Regions from separate parts of the Capra hircus genome. Here region 1 is linked to region 2. The links are chromatin contacts, called in public Hi-C maps. All regions are on one chromosome and are shown on one strand. The core of a region is the stretch at or near the end of the contact, and the rest is flanking DNA. Distances in the headings are between cores, read along the strand shown.

What was found. A called contact is a pair of places that touch in the nucleus more often than the background predicts.
Region 1: a contact with region 2 is called in a Hi-C map of blood, with 3 times the contacts expected there. The contact joins two enhancer-like sites. A contact is called at or near these places in 4 of 5 Hi-C or Micro-C datasets (blood and liver).

Annotation. Positions count from the first base shown.
Region 1 is chr21:45,066,217-45,073,353 of ARS1.2, forward strand. No RefSeq gene overlaps it. Among named protein-coding and RNA genes, the nearest start is that of NFKBIA, 15 kb to the left of the region's middle. Within about 2 kb of position 2,130, at least 1 of the 5 cell types and tissues checked has an H3K27ac peak or open chromatin away from gene starts, as enhancers often do.
Region 2 is chr21:44,820,208-44,827,014 of ARS1.2, forward strand. All of the region lies in intron 4 of KIAA0391 (mitochondrial ribonuclease P protein 3), which reads left to right. Among named protein-coding and RNA genes, the nearest start is that of KIAA0391, 17 kb to the left of the region's middle. Within about 2 kb of position 5,129, at least 1 of the 5 cell types and tissues checked has an H3K27ac peak or open chromatin away from gene starts, as enhancers often do.

The DNA of each region.
Region 1 (7,137 bases), core at 880-3,379, 240 kb after region 2:
AGAGCCCCTGGGGGGTTTTGTTTAAATTAAAAAATTTTTTTTCTTTTCTTTTTTTTGGTTGCACCGAGCAGCATGAGGGATCTTAGTTCCCCACCTGGTGACTGATCCCAGGCCCCTTGCAGTGGAAGTGCAGAGTCCCAACTGCTGGACCACCAGGAAGGTCCCTGGGGGGTTTACGTGGTGGCTGCCATCAGTGTGCTTTGGGGGACAGTGTGGCAAACAGACTGGAGAGGATTAGGCATGAAGCTAGCGGCCAGTGAAAGGCAGTGACTGGAAAGTGAGGAGAGAGATGGCTAAGGAGATCCCAGAGTGGGGACAGAGAGGATGAGAGGCAAGGAGGGAGAAGGAGGCATCAGGAGCTTCTAGTTCCTGACCTGGGCTGCTTAGTGGGGAAATTGGAAGAAGAGTGGGTGGGGGAAGTGATGGGTTCTCTGTCGGGTGTTTTAATCTCAGGGGACCTAGAAATGTGGAGATTTCTAAGAGAATAAAATATTTGGGAGTCGTCAGCTTACTTGAGAAATAGCTGAAGTCAGGGTGAAGGCAAAGTCACCCAGAATTACGTGTAGATTCTAAGAATCAAGATGCGAACACCAGCACTTAAGAAACTGAGGGTAAGAAGCCAGCAAAAAATCTGAGAACAGCTCAAGAGACGGGAGGGAAATCGGAAGAGGGGCTGTCCCAGAAGCTGAAAAAGGCGAGAGGTATGAGAAGATGGTCATTGGAAGAGGCGTCCAGTGTGGCAAGATTGTGTGACTGTACAGATTGCTCACTAATTCAGGAAACTTGAGAAAAGGCCAGATTGAAAGAAAATAAAGTTTTCCTTATGATAGAATGTTGAATTACTTCAAATACACATTTATAAGGTTAAGCAAAGAGGTCCTTCAGGGCTGTGATTGCAAGATTTACCAGTAGTACGTTGAAATCATGGAAGAAAAATTTAGCAGCTATTTTATTTTGTAGGTGAAGAGACAAGGTCATTGAGGTTAAGGGATGTACCCAGCTAAGGGATGTTGGATGTGACCAACTTAGGTCACACAACTAAGTCGACCAGGACTAGAATCCATATCTCTAGATAATTTAGCCCTCCGCTGTTTACTCAGTGGTTAGTTCTCAAACTGCAGCTTGCCTTAGAGTCAACAGAGGGCTTTTAAAACTAGATTGCCTCACCCCCCTTCTCCCATGCCCCCACCTCTGGAGATCTTTGTCCAGTAGGTCCTGGGGAGGGCTTGAAAATGTCTTTCTTACAAGCTCTAAGTCCTTTATTGCTTCTGGCTGGGGACCACACTTTGAGGACCACTGCTCTAGATGCTTCTAGACACTTAAAAGTAGGGAGGATTTTAGAAAGCAGCTGGGTTTCCCAGGATGCTTGACCGTTCTCTAAGAAAGTCTCAGGATAGTAATTCACTTGGAAAGAAATTCATGTGAGTCAGTGTCCCTGTGGAAAGTATGAATATGGAACTGGACTTGATTCATTCAAAGCTCTGCCCTGAGTGCGCACGCTGTTCTAGACACTTTTCTTGGCATGGAAGATACAGTCCAAAACTCTGCCCTCAGGGAGCTTACCTTGTTTAGGAGACAGAAATATACCAGATAAATAAGTAAAATATAGACTACACTAGTGAGGGTGTTTAAGAGAAAAATGAAGTCAGAGAAAGGAGTAGAAATGTCAGGGCAGCAGGACATATTGAAATTTTAAGGAGGGTGGCTGGGAAGAGGAGAGGGCAACGGCGAAGACCTGAAGGAAGGGAGAGAGTGAGCTGGGTGAGTGCAAAGGCCCTGAGGTGGGCCCTCTTGGAAACACGGCAGGGAGGCACTGTGGGTGAAGTGGAGTGAGTCAGGGGAAGAGCAATAGGAAATGAAGTCAGAGATCTCAGAAAGCCAGGTCAATGCTGGGATCTTAGGAAAGGATTTTTCACATTTAGGAAATTCCTCCCTAAAAAGTTACTCCATTTCTCTTGGACTAAACCGTATTATCTATTGCTAAGGGAACATTAGGTCCCAAACTTGAGCTCTGGCTCTAGGGATACTGAAGGGTTATAGAAATTCCCTCCACAGAGTGGCTAAGGAGTTTGCTCAGCTGCTTGTTTTCTTCTCCAAACAATTGCCCACAGGCCCGTCTGCAGAGACAGGCCTAGGAGCACATGCGTTTCTCTGATCACCTTCTCCATGTATCTATGCACGGCCCCATCCCGCCCTCCTCATTCATGCCCTGTCCCACCCCCATCTCTTCACTCAATGCTGAGAGAATTGCCCTGGCAGTGTGTGCCACATTTTTTCTGTATTACAAATGACATTGTTCGCACTTCTGGGAAAAACGGACCCCACCCACGTGAGTCTTGGGCGGTGGCTCAGACCTTCAGTTTGTCAGTCTGCATTCTTTTTATGGTCAAGACTTTTGGATCCTGGCCCACCCCACAACCACCTGTACTGGGGAAAGAAAAAACCCAATGCTTTAAAGGACAGCCTAGGATGTTTGTCTTTCTGGAAGATTATTGAATTTATATTTGAATGTATAGAAGGCAAACTATTAGGCTTGATGGAACATTGTGCTAAGAAAGCTTTGCTTTTTCTTATATTCTCACACATACAGTCTGACCTCGAATAGGATTGGATCTATAGCACAGCAAGGTGTTTGTGGTCTGTGAAGTCTCAGACTAGGTCCTGCCCCAACACGCAGGACCAGAAAGATGTAGTCCTGGAGTCTGGGGGGTTATATCCTAGGCCTCTGAGAATAGAGGAATATTTATGAGAATTTATGTTTTCATGTCGGGACATGAGACGTATTTTCTAGCAGAACAAAAGAGAATTCTAAGCTCCCCCTCACAATTTGGTTTTGAGTCTTCAGAGACTATATCTGTTTCCTTGAGTGGAATATAGTTTTGAAGCTAATACTAATATTGACAAATTAGTAAGTTATCTGTGGGTTAAAATGATTAAGTATTGGATTTAAGAACAAATGAGTTTTCACTGATGACTTTTCTTTCCAGACTTGAATTTCAGGCTCTTAGTGGCCCATGTAGCGTAAAGGGTGAGTTTCCCCACCTCTCTGGAACAGCAACTCTGTCCCATCCAGAAAAATATACCACATGTGGGATGCTCTAGGAGCTTAGATGACCTGTCCCACTCCTGGAGTCTGGGGGCTCTTTGGCACCCAGGGGCATTTTTTGTTGATCTCTAGAATCTTAGGTGGTGGGGGCTGAAGTGACCTTGAAGGTCAGTTAGTTCAAGTACTCCTTTTATGTTTAAAGTGTGTCTCAATATCCTCACTAAGTGGTCTAGCAGCTTTGGTAAAACACCTCTAGTTTGCACCTAGGAAGGACATTAAGTGAGAAGAGAGACCCCAGTTATACTTACTGAAGAAGGCCTTTGTGCGGGAGCTGAGTTTTGATGTGGTTAATCTGCTCAGTTCAAATGAAAGTCAGTTCAATTAAAAGAGAGGAAAAGGAAACTTGGCCAATGTCTCTCTTCTTTTGCCAAATGAAACAGTATTGTGGATGCAGAATCGAGACTACCTTTTTGGAAAACAGCTAAATGGCAAGCACCCTACACTCGTATTTCCCTTCTAATTAAAAAACAATGCCATTAAAAAAAAAAGAAAAAGAAAAAACAATCCCAAATGCCAGACCACAACAGCAAAATGTTTCACAGTGCCCCCACCCCAATAAACCCTCGTTTCTTGTCTCCACCAACAAAAACAAATTTTATGGCCCAGTCTGTACATGAATCACTCTGTGGAAATGATAGCAAATGCAATAACCCCAGACAGCTGCAATTATCTAAATGTCTCCTTATTAGCCATTTGAATGGTTGAAGCCTTATAATCAAATCAGAATGAATGCTAATCGAAATCTAATAGAGCTTACATCCGTTTGATTAGGTATCAGAATTTGATTCCGATATTGTTAAGTTACAGCTATGGCCCATCAAGTCACACTAAAAATACATTTTATAACCTTATTGGCAAAAGGAGATAGATTCTTTCCATAAACAAGGGCAAACTGGAACTGGTTTGCACTGTGCCAGCGCCACCTACCGGGGTTTAGTGGAACTGCAGAGATCATCTTTCCTTGGAAGTGGGGCACAACTATTTGTTGTTTGATTCCGAGAAGGTTTTTGAAAATTAAGCAAGAGATACTGCCCACGTTTTTAATTCTATAATTAAATATGACTACTTATCATGGAGAATATTAATAATGATTATTTCTGGGAAAGTGTGTGTTGGCAAGAACTAGAGGTAAAATTGGCTGGACTAGGTGAGACCAGTTAATGGAGGGCTGCTGGGTGAATAGCTGCAGAAATGAGCCTTAGCACTCCCCATGTCCTAACTGACTCCATTCCTCCCCTTCTCTCTGCTAATGGAAGATTCACTTACTGTTTGTAATACCTCTGGAATAAATAACAGGTACTGAATCTCTGCTGTGGTACAAATACAGTCTCAAAATCCTGTTGAAATATAAACTGTGGTCCCTTCCTGAGGGGGTTTGTAATCAGTTCTGTGAAGAGTTTGGAAAAAATACATGATACCTCATAGTAGCAATTAAGGGCTAACTTTTGTCATATAGTAGCGTGCTAAGAAAGAATGGTTGGGATGTAAACTTTTAAAAATTGAAGTATAGTTAATTTGCAATGTTGTGTTAGTGTACAGCAAAGTGATTCAGTTATATATATATACATATATATGTATATACATATATTCTTTTTCATATTTTTCCATTGTAAGTTATTATAAGATATTGTGTATAGTTTCCTGTGCTATACTGTAGGTCTTTGTTGTTTACCTATTTTATATGCAGTAATGTATATATGTTAATCCCAGGATCCTAATTTACACTCCCCCATCCCCTGCTATCCCTTTGGTAAAGGGATGTAAGTTGGGTGTAAGTTTTTTGAGACTTTACGTGTGTGAAATAAATTTATTCTACACTCAAGCTTAAGACAGTTTGCCCATATAAAGTATACTTTTCTCTCACTCGGTGAATACATAGGGAAGCTTGTTTGTAAAATATATGCCCCAGGAGTTTGAGAGGTAGTAGAGGGATGGTAAGTCAAATTTGTTGCTTAATTTACTAACTGCCTAGAAACTTAAGGTCTATATATTTGCATACTGGATTTGACCTGAATTAGCCCTGATCTTTTTTCAAATTTTTAAAATTGTGAAATACACATAACATAAAAATTGCCATCTTAATCATGTTTAAGTAACAGTTCAGTGGTATTAATTACATCCATATTGTTGAGCAGCTGTTACCACCATCCATCTTCAAAACTCTTTTCATCTTAGAAAACCGAAACTCCACAGCCATTAAACAATGACTTCTTATTTCCCTCTCCCCTCAGTCCCTGGCAACCGCCATTCTACTTACTATAATTTTGACTACCTCATACAAATGGAATCATACAGCACTAGTCTTTTTGTGACTGACTTACATCTTCCCTGGTGGTTCAGACGGTAAAGCATCTGCCTACAAGGTGGGAGACCTGGGTTCGATCACTGAGTAGGAAAGAAACCCTGGAGAAGACAATGGCACTCCACCCCAGTACTCTTGCCTAGAAAATCCCATGGATGGAGGAGCCTGGTAGGCTCTAGTCCACGGGGTCGCAAAGAGTCGGACACGACTAAGTGCCTTCACTTTTCAGTTCAATTAGCATAACAGGCTCAAGGTTCATCCATGCTGTAGAGTATGTCAGCATTTCCTTCCTTTTTAAGACTGAAAAATGTTCCCTTTATGCATAGAGCACATTTTGCTTATTCATTCATCTGTCCGTGAACTCTTGGGTTGCTTCCAAAATTTAGCTTTTGCAAATAAAGCCGCTGTGAATGTGGGTGTGTAAATATATCTTTGAGACACTGCTTTTAATTCCTTTGAGCATATATCCAGAGTGGAATTGTTGGGTTATATGCCAAGTCTATATTTAAATTCTTTTTTTTGAGGAACCACCATGCTACTTTCTACAGTGGCTGTATCGTGTTATAGTCACGCATGTAATGCACACGGGTTCTAATTTCTCCACATCCTTGCCAACATTTATTTATTTCTTTGATGGTAGTTACCTAATGGATGTGAAGGGGTTCCTCATTGTAGTTTTGATTTGCATGTATATAACGATTAGTGATGTCGCCCATCTTTTCATGTGCTTATTGGCCATTTGAATAGCTTTTTTGAAGAAGTGTCTATTCAAGTCCTTTGCCCATTTTTGAATTGGCTTATTTGTTTTTTGTTGTTTAGTTTTAGGAGTTCTCTATAGACTCTTAATATTAATCCCTTATCAGATATATGATTTGCAAGTATTTTCTCCTTTAATGAGTTGCATTTTCACTCTGAGTGTTTTTTTTGGAGGGGCTACCAAATTGCTTCATTTGAAAGAATGGTACAAAAGAATTTAAGTAGATGTTTGGGTATAACCTATAGAAAAGGTAAAGGTTACCCTCCAAAAAACGCTTTCAGAGTGTTGTGAAGTCCATCTTGTGTAAATCAGTTATGTGGTCACCCAGTTCTTTGTATTACCTGGCTTATTCAGGTAATGAGTCTCAATGAGGTCAACAAGTGGGGGTTGATCTTATTAGTGGCCAGTTCTTGCAGCTCCAGTAGCAACTGATTCATGCTTCCCAAGGGTAACATACACTCCACTGCGTTCAGCTCCTTCTCCCGGTCCTTAGGATCTGGTTCCTTGGTATCTTGGAAGATGTGGTCACCTCATTGATTCTGCAACTTCATCAGTTTCTCAGCATGTTTCCCCTCCTCACGAGACTGGTGAAGAAACTATTTGGCAAAGTTCTGCCGAGCCACAGGATTGCAGCCAAAGTAGTGAGACATGGACAGGCAGAGGTTGGAAGTGTAGGGCCCCGGGTTGATCTGGCAGTTGATGGTGGCCTCTGAGTCCTGTTGGAGGTTCTGGCCCTCCAGCGAGGGACCTTAGTGGTCAGGGAGGTGACAAGGAGAGGAGGTGAAGGCGGCCCAACACTAGAGCAGCCGCAGGGGCCGTGGGGTGGGGTGGGGTGTGGGCTTTGGGGCAGCTCTGTAAGGAGAGTTGAAGGGCTGGCTCTGAGCACCAGCAGGCATGGGAGATTAACACCTGTTCTGTCCAAGCGCTGTTTTACTTATTTATTTGGTTGCCCTAAATCTTCGTTGCTGCATG
Region 2 (6,807 bases), core at 3,879-6,378:
GTCTTCTGATCCATGAACATGGAATTTGTTTCCATTTATTTATGCCTTTACTCTTTCAGCAGTGTTTTGTAGTTTTCATTGTACAAGTTTTTCACCTCCTTGGTTATGTTTATTCCCAGGAATTTTATTCTTTTTTATGCTTTTATAAATAGAATTGTTTCTGTAGTTTTCTTTTCAGTTATTCACTATTTATAGAAATGCAACACACACTGATTCTTGTGTGTTGACTTTATAGCCTCTTACTTTGTTGAATTGATTTATTACTTCTCTGTGTGTGTGTGTGTGTGTGTAATCTTTATGGTTTTCTGTATATAAGATCGTATTATCTGCAAACAAAGATAATTTTACATCTTCTTTTCCAATTTGGGTACCTTTTATTTCTTTTTCTTGCTTAATTGCTTGAACTTGCAATAAGTAGAAGTGGTACAAGGGGCAGGGACATCCTTCTTTTGCTCCTGATCTGGTCCTGAGGAAACGCTTTCAGCCTTTTACCACTGAGTATGATGTTGACTGTTGGTTTTTATCTATGGCTTTTATGTTGAGTTAGTTTCCTTCTATTGCTAGTTTGTCTAGTTTTTTTAAAGAGTGTTAAGTTTTGTTAAATGCTTTTTTCTTCGTTATTTGAGATGATCATGTGTTATTCTGTCATTTTGTTTATGTGGTGTATTGTATTGGTCAGTGTTCATATGTTGAAACATCCTTGCATCCTTGCACTTAGTCATGGTGTATAAATCCTTTTAACATGCTGCTGAATTCTGCTTGTTAGTATTTTGTTGAAGATTTTTGCATCAGTGTGCATAGTTTTCCTTTCTTGTAGCATAAAGACACTGTAGTATCAATGTAATGCTGGCCTTGTAGAATGAGTTGAGAACTCTTCCTTCCTCTTCAAGATTTTGGAAAAGTTTAACAAGATTGGTATTTGTTCTCCTTTAAACGTTTAGTGAAATTCACCAGTGAATCATCAGATCCACGACATTTTTTTTGAGGGATTTTTAAAATTAATAATTCACTCTGCTTACTCATTATAGTGTATATTCAAATTTTCTTTTTCTTGATGATTATGCCTATTTGTTTGCACTTCTGTGACCGGAAGCAGCAGTCTGCAATCAGAGCACAAATCTCCAATATTTGGAGGACAAGGTCCTTTTTGCCCAACCTGGCTCCCATAAGCTGTGTGCAGACTGCTTTAGGAGCACGTAATACATACAGGTGCCTGTGGGTTGGGGTGAGAGATGGGTAGATATTGCTGTTCAGAGAGCTAAAACTGATTAAATTAACCACTATTCATCATTTAAGGCTTCGCCTGGAAGTTGCAAGCATTTAACAGGCTTCAGAGTTGCCAAGTGGTTACAGAATCAGACAGATTCTGTCAGTACACTGTTGTCTAGTCTTTCTAGGGAGACTAATTTCTTGGTGCACTTTTCTCTGCCATCTTCTTTTCAAATTGATGAAGTTTGACATATGGAGAAGGTGGCGCTATTGGTAAAGAACCTGTCTGCCTAATGCAGAAGATGGAAGAGACATGGGTTTGATCCCTGGGTTGGGAAGATCCCTTGGAGAAGGGCATGGCAACCCACTCCAGTATTCTTGCCTGGAGAATTCCTATAGTCTGGTGGGCTATAGTCCATAGGATCGCAAAGAGTCGGACATGACTGAAGCGACTTCACACACACGCACGTATACACCCGTGGAACTGTCAGCACTATCAAGACAGTGAACATATCTGTCAATGTCAAAAGTGTGCTGCCACTTTACAATGACCCCCTTCTGTACCCACCCACTGTTCACTCTTGCCACCTCAGATAAACACCATAGGAATCATATTATATATAATCCTTTTTGTATGACTTCTTTAATTCATAATTGAGATTTCACTTACATTTTGTGTCTCAGTCATTGATTCATTTTAATTGCTGAATAGTATTCCACTGTGAAAGGGGCTTCCTTCCCTGGTGGCTCACAGGTTAAAGTGTCTGCCTACAATGCGGGAGACCTGGGTTCGATCCCCGGGTTGGTAAGATCTCCTGGAGAAGGAAATGGCAACCCACTCCAGTATTCTTGCCTGGAGAATCCCATGGACGGAGGAATTCCACTATATGAAATTCCACTGTGTGGCAATACCACAGTTTTGTATTCATCAACATCACCTGTTGATGAATGTTTGGGTTATTTCCAGTTTGAGGCTCTTAAAAATAAAGCTCGTAAGAACATTTTGTACACGTCTTTGCACTTTCTGCTTTTGTATTTGTTTCCAAGGGGTGCTGTAACCAAGTTCGTCAGCTTGAGTAGCTTAAAATGACCGACAGTCATTATCTCAGTTTCAGAGGCTAGAAGTCTGAAATCAGGGTGTTGACAGGACCATTTTCCTTCTGAAGACTCTGGGGGAGCTTATCCCCTTTTCCTAGCTTCAGAAGCTCCCAGCTCTTGGGAATCCTTGCTGTCTGTTGGCTTTTAACTGAATCACTCTACTCTCTGCCTCCTCTTCTCTGTGTGTCATCTTTTCTTGTAAGAACATAGGACCTACTTTACAATATGACCCCATCTTAACTAATTACATTTGTGAAGATCCCTGTTTGGATAAGGTCACATTCCAGGTAGACGTGAATTTTAGAGAGGACACTGTTTAACCTACTACAACTTTTCTTTCTGTTGGGTACATATGTAGGAGTGAAATGGCTGAGTCTTATGGTAGGTATGTGTGTAGCTTTTTGAGAAACTGCCAAGCTGTTTTCCAAAGTGGTTGTCCCATTTTACATTTCTGTCAGCAGTGTGAGAGGGCTTATAGTTGCTCCACATCCTGGCCAACACTTAATATTAAGGTCAGTCTCTTCACTTTAAGCCATTCTTTGGATGTGAAGAGGCTTCCCTGGTGGCTCAGTGGTAAAGAATCTGCCTGCTAGTGCAGGAGACATGAGTTTGATCCCTGGGTCAGGAAGATTCCCTGGGGACTACAGTCTGTGGGGTTGTCAGAAACGGCTTAGCAACTAGACAACAGTGGATGTGAAGTGATATCTCCTGTGGTCTTAATGAACATTTTCCTATTAACTAGTAATGTAGAGCATCTTTTCATGTACTGAATTGCCATCCATTTATTATTTTCTTTGGTGAGGCAGTATTTAGATCTTTGCCCATTTAAAAAATTGGGTTTTTTTTCTTATTATTGAGTTGGTGTTGGAGAAGAGTCTTGAGAGTCCTTTGAACTGCAAGGAGACCAAACCAGTCAATCCTAAAAGGAATCAGTCCTAAATATTCATTGGAAGGACTGATGCTGAAGCTGGAGCTCCAATACTTTGTCCACCTGATGCGAAGGGCTGACTCATTAGAAAAGACCTTGATGCTGAGAAAGATTGAAGGCAGGAGAAGAAGGGGATGACCCAGAGGATGAGATGGTTGGATGGCATCACCGACTCAATGGACATGAGTTTGAGGGAGCTCCAGGAGTTGGTGATGGACAGGGAAGCCTGGCATGCTGCAGTCCATAGGGTCGCAAAGAGTCAGATACAGCTGAATGACCAAATTGAACTGAAAAGTGACTCTAGGTAAAGTCCTTTGTTAGATATATCTTTTGCAAATATTTTCTCTCAGTCTGGCTTGCCTTTCATTTTTACAGAATATAGGTTCTGATTTAATTGCTCTGGTTTGGGGTCTAGGCATCAGGACTCTCAAAAACTCCCATGATTTTAAAGTGCAAGTGGGGTCCAGAACCACTGCTTCTAATGTGAGGTTTTGAAGAACTCTAATGTATGTATGACAGCTTCTTTTCTACAGGATAATTTTGGGAGAAAACCATAGTCATAGGTAAATTGTTAGTTGTGCTTCCACATCACAACCAGCAGATGGCAATAGTGTAACATGTATTAATAAAAAAAATTATTCTAGGTTATGGCCAGGTCAGTCAGGTTAAAAGGATTTGATGAGCTTTTAATATTAAACTGAAAGATACCTGTATAATTTTTCTTTGTCAAGTTAGTTTTAGTAAAGAGAGGAGCTGTATATGTAAATTTTAAGTGAATGAGGCAGAGCTCCAAATAATATCCATGTACTATTGATTCAACTACGTGAAATTCATTGACATCAATAAAAATAAAAAAGGTAAATTTGGAGCTATGAGGAAAGTGTTAGATTAATATTAGTAAGATTTTTTCCCTCTCATTTTCCTTCATTCTTATAATAGTGATACTATAAAATTACACCTTTTTTTCATATTCAGTTGTCCAGGTATGAATTTCTCTTTAATCTTCTTAATAGGGAAAATTTCAAACTTATGCAAAAGTAGAAAGACTAGAATAACAAACTCCTACTCAATGATTGTTAACTCATGGCCACTCTTATTTTGTTTATACTCCCACCATCCCTCCCTTGCAGCTCAGATCATTGTAAAGCAAATCTGAGCTTAATCACTTATCCTATAAATTATAAATTCAATTTTAAGCAACTTTCTTTGTATCTCTTAAGAAATATTCCTTTGTAAAGTGATATTTTTCTGACAGAGTAGGAAACCTTTTAGAACAGCAATTCTCAAACTTTTTGGTCCCATGACCCTTTTATGTTCTTAAAAATTAAGGATTCCTGAGAGCTTTTGTTCATGTGGTATTGTATCTTTTGATAATTACCAGACTAGAAATTAATCCAGAACCTTTAAGAGTAATATTAATTTAAAATAACAAAATAAAAACTATCACATGAACATAAATAATATCTTTTCTCAATAATAGCTCTATCATCTAAAACAAGAACACTATGGGAGAAGAGAGGCGCCATCTTACATATTTGTAAATTTTTCTAATTACCTGGTTCACTAGAAGATAGCTGAATTTTCATATCTGCTTCTGTATTCAGTCTTGTGGTTTGTTATTTTGGTTGAAGCATATGAAGACAATGGAGGCTCTTAGAGATAGTCTGAAAGGGTGAAAATATTTTATTGGCATTTTCAGATAGTTATTCTTCTCTGATATTACACCAGTCTCCTCTGTGCACCTGTGAGGGAACGAGTTTGAAAAAGGCAGATAATATCTTAGTATTATTATAAAAACAGTTTGTTTTTTAATTATTTACTTTTGGTTGGGCTGGGTCTTGGTCGTCGCTCAGCCTTTTCTCTGGCTGTGGCCAGTGGGGGCCACTCTCTAGTTGCAGTGCATGGGCGTCTGAGTGCGGTGGCTTCTTTCGTTGTGGGGCGTGGGCTCTAGGGCGCATGGGCTCCGTAGTTGTGGTTCCTGGGCTCTAGAGCACAGGCTCGATTATTGTGACGCTTGGGCTTAGTTGCTCCAGGGGTTGTGGGATATTTCCCTATCAAGGATTGAACCTGTGTCTCCTACATTGGCAGGTGGATACTTTACCACTGAGCCACCAGAGAAGCCTTAAAAATAATTTTTAAGCTTGAAAAAGTCTTAAAGATGTGCAGGGGTCCTCACACCACAGTTGAAGAACCACTGCTCTAGAAATACTCTGCTTTAGCTGTAGTTTGCTTTTTCTTTCTCTTTAAAAGTTTCAGTAATATTTATTTTCCTCAACTTTATTATGCAAACATTAACAAAGGAAGTTAAAAACAACAAAGACAGCAGCCTTACTACTCAGTGCATCTTGTATTTAGTTTCTTCTATTCCTTTAATTCTTATTCTTATTTCATCATCTTTCACTTTGTAAAATGGAAAATAAAAATAACTTGTTAATTATAAAAAATCTGCAGTTGAAATAGATAACTGTAAAGAAAGAAATAGTAGCCCACCGTGGTCCTCTCATTTTGAACTTTTGATGAAGCTGCTTTTTTTGTAACTTTTAATGAAACTTTAATCATGATAACAGTCCCCCTTAATCCTGTGATTTAGAACTTGTTAAAACCTTAATGACTTAAGATTCTGTTTTCTAGAAAAGAAATTGGAGAAAGGCAAATTGCCTGTAGTCCACTTAATTGAATTTTTAGGTTTAAGTTTAAATCAAACCATTTGTTCTGCTTGATAATATCTCTTCAGTTAATTGACAAAAGGGAGGCCTTCTGGTGTTTCTCTAACTACAGATTTAAAACAGCACACGTGACCTAAATGAAATGTCTGTATAAAACTGATCTAATGCAGGTTTTTTTTTTTTTAATTTGAGAGTTGCAGCTGCAAACCATGAAAGATGTGAACCAACTGAGCTCTTCATCCCAGTGTTCAGAACCTTCCACTCTCATCTTCTGTGGGTTTGAACATTTGATTATCTCTAAGATGCATAAGAGGTTTTCCCCCCGAATTTTTTTTTTTTTAAGTCCAGTGGTAAATGGCAAACTTCGCAGATTTGGTAGTTTAAAAAAAACCTGAGAAATGTAATTGTTTCTCAGGTATAGTTTTAAAATCATGTGCTGTGAAGTCTATTTATAAAAAGCTCATTAATGGACAAATGATCCTCAACTTACGAACATTTTACCCAATGTATACTTAATCACTAATGTTATTCCCCGTTTCCTTTTCTTCAGCTCCACAGTAAAACACTAGGCATGTGATCTCTGGATCATCCAGGTGGTTTGGTGCAAAAGTTGTGGTTAAAGATGTGAAACTTCTAGAAAAATCAATGAGTTCAGAGGCCCAGGAAGGGTAAAAATGTAAAAAGAAAAGCAAGCTGACTCCTTGCCTTCTCGACATTAGACATCTCCATTTCTTCATCCTTCTTCATTTGCTCTGAGATAGCACTTACTGAAATTCTTCCAACTGGGATCCAGTCATTTTTATGAGAATTAACTTAAAGCGGTGCATTTCCTCCTGATGGCTAGCTGAGTTCTGTTCTATAAGGGAAGGAGAATTATGTGCGACTGTAGTGGTAACTGCTGTTTTA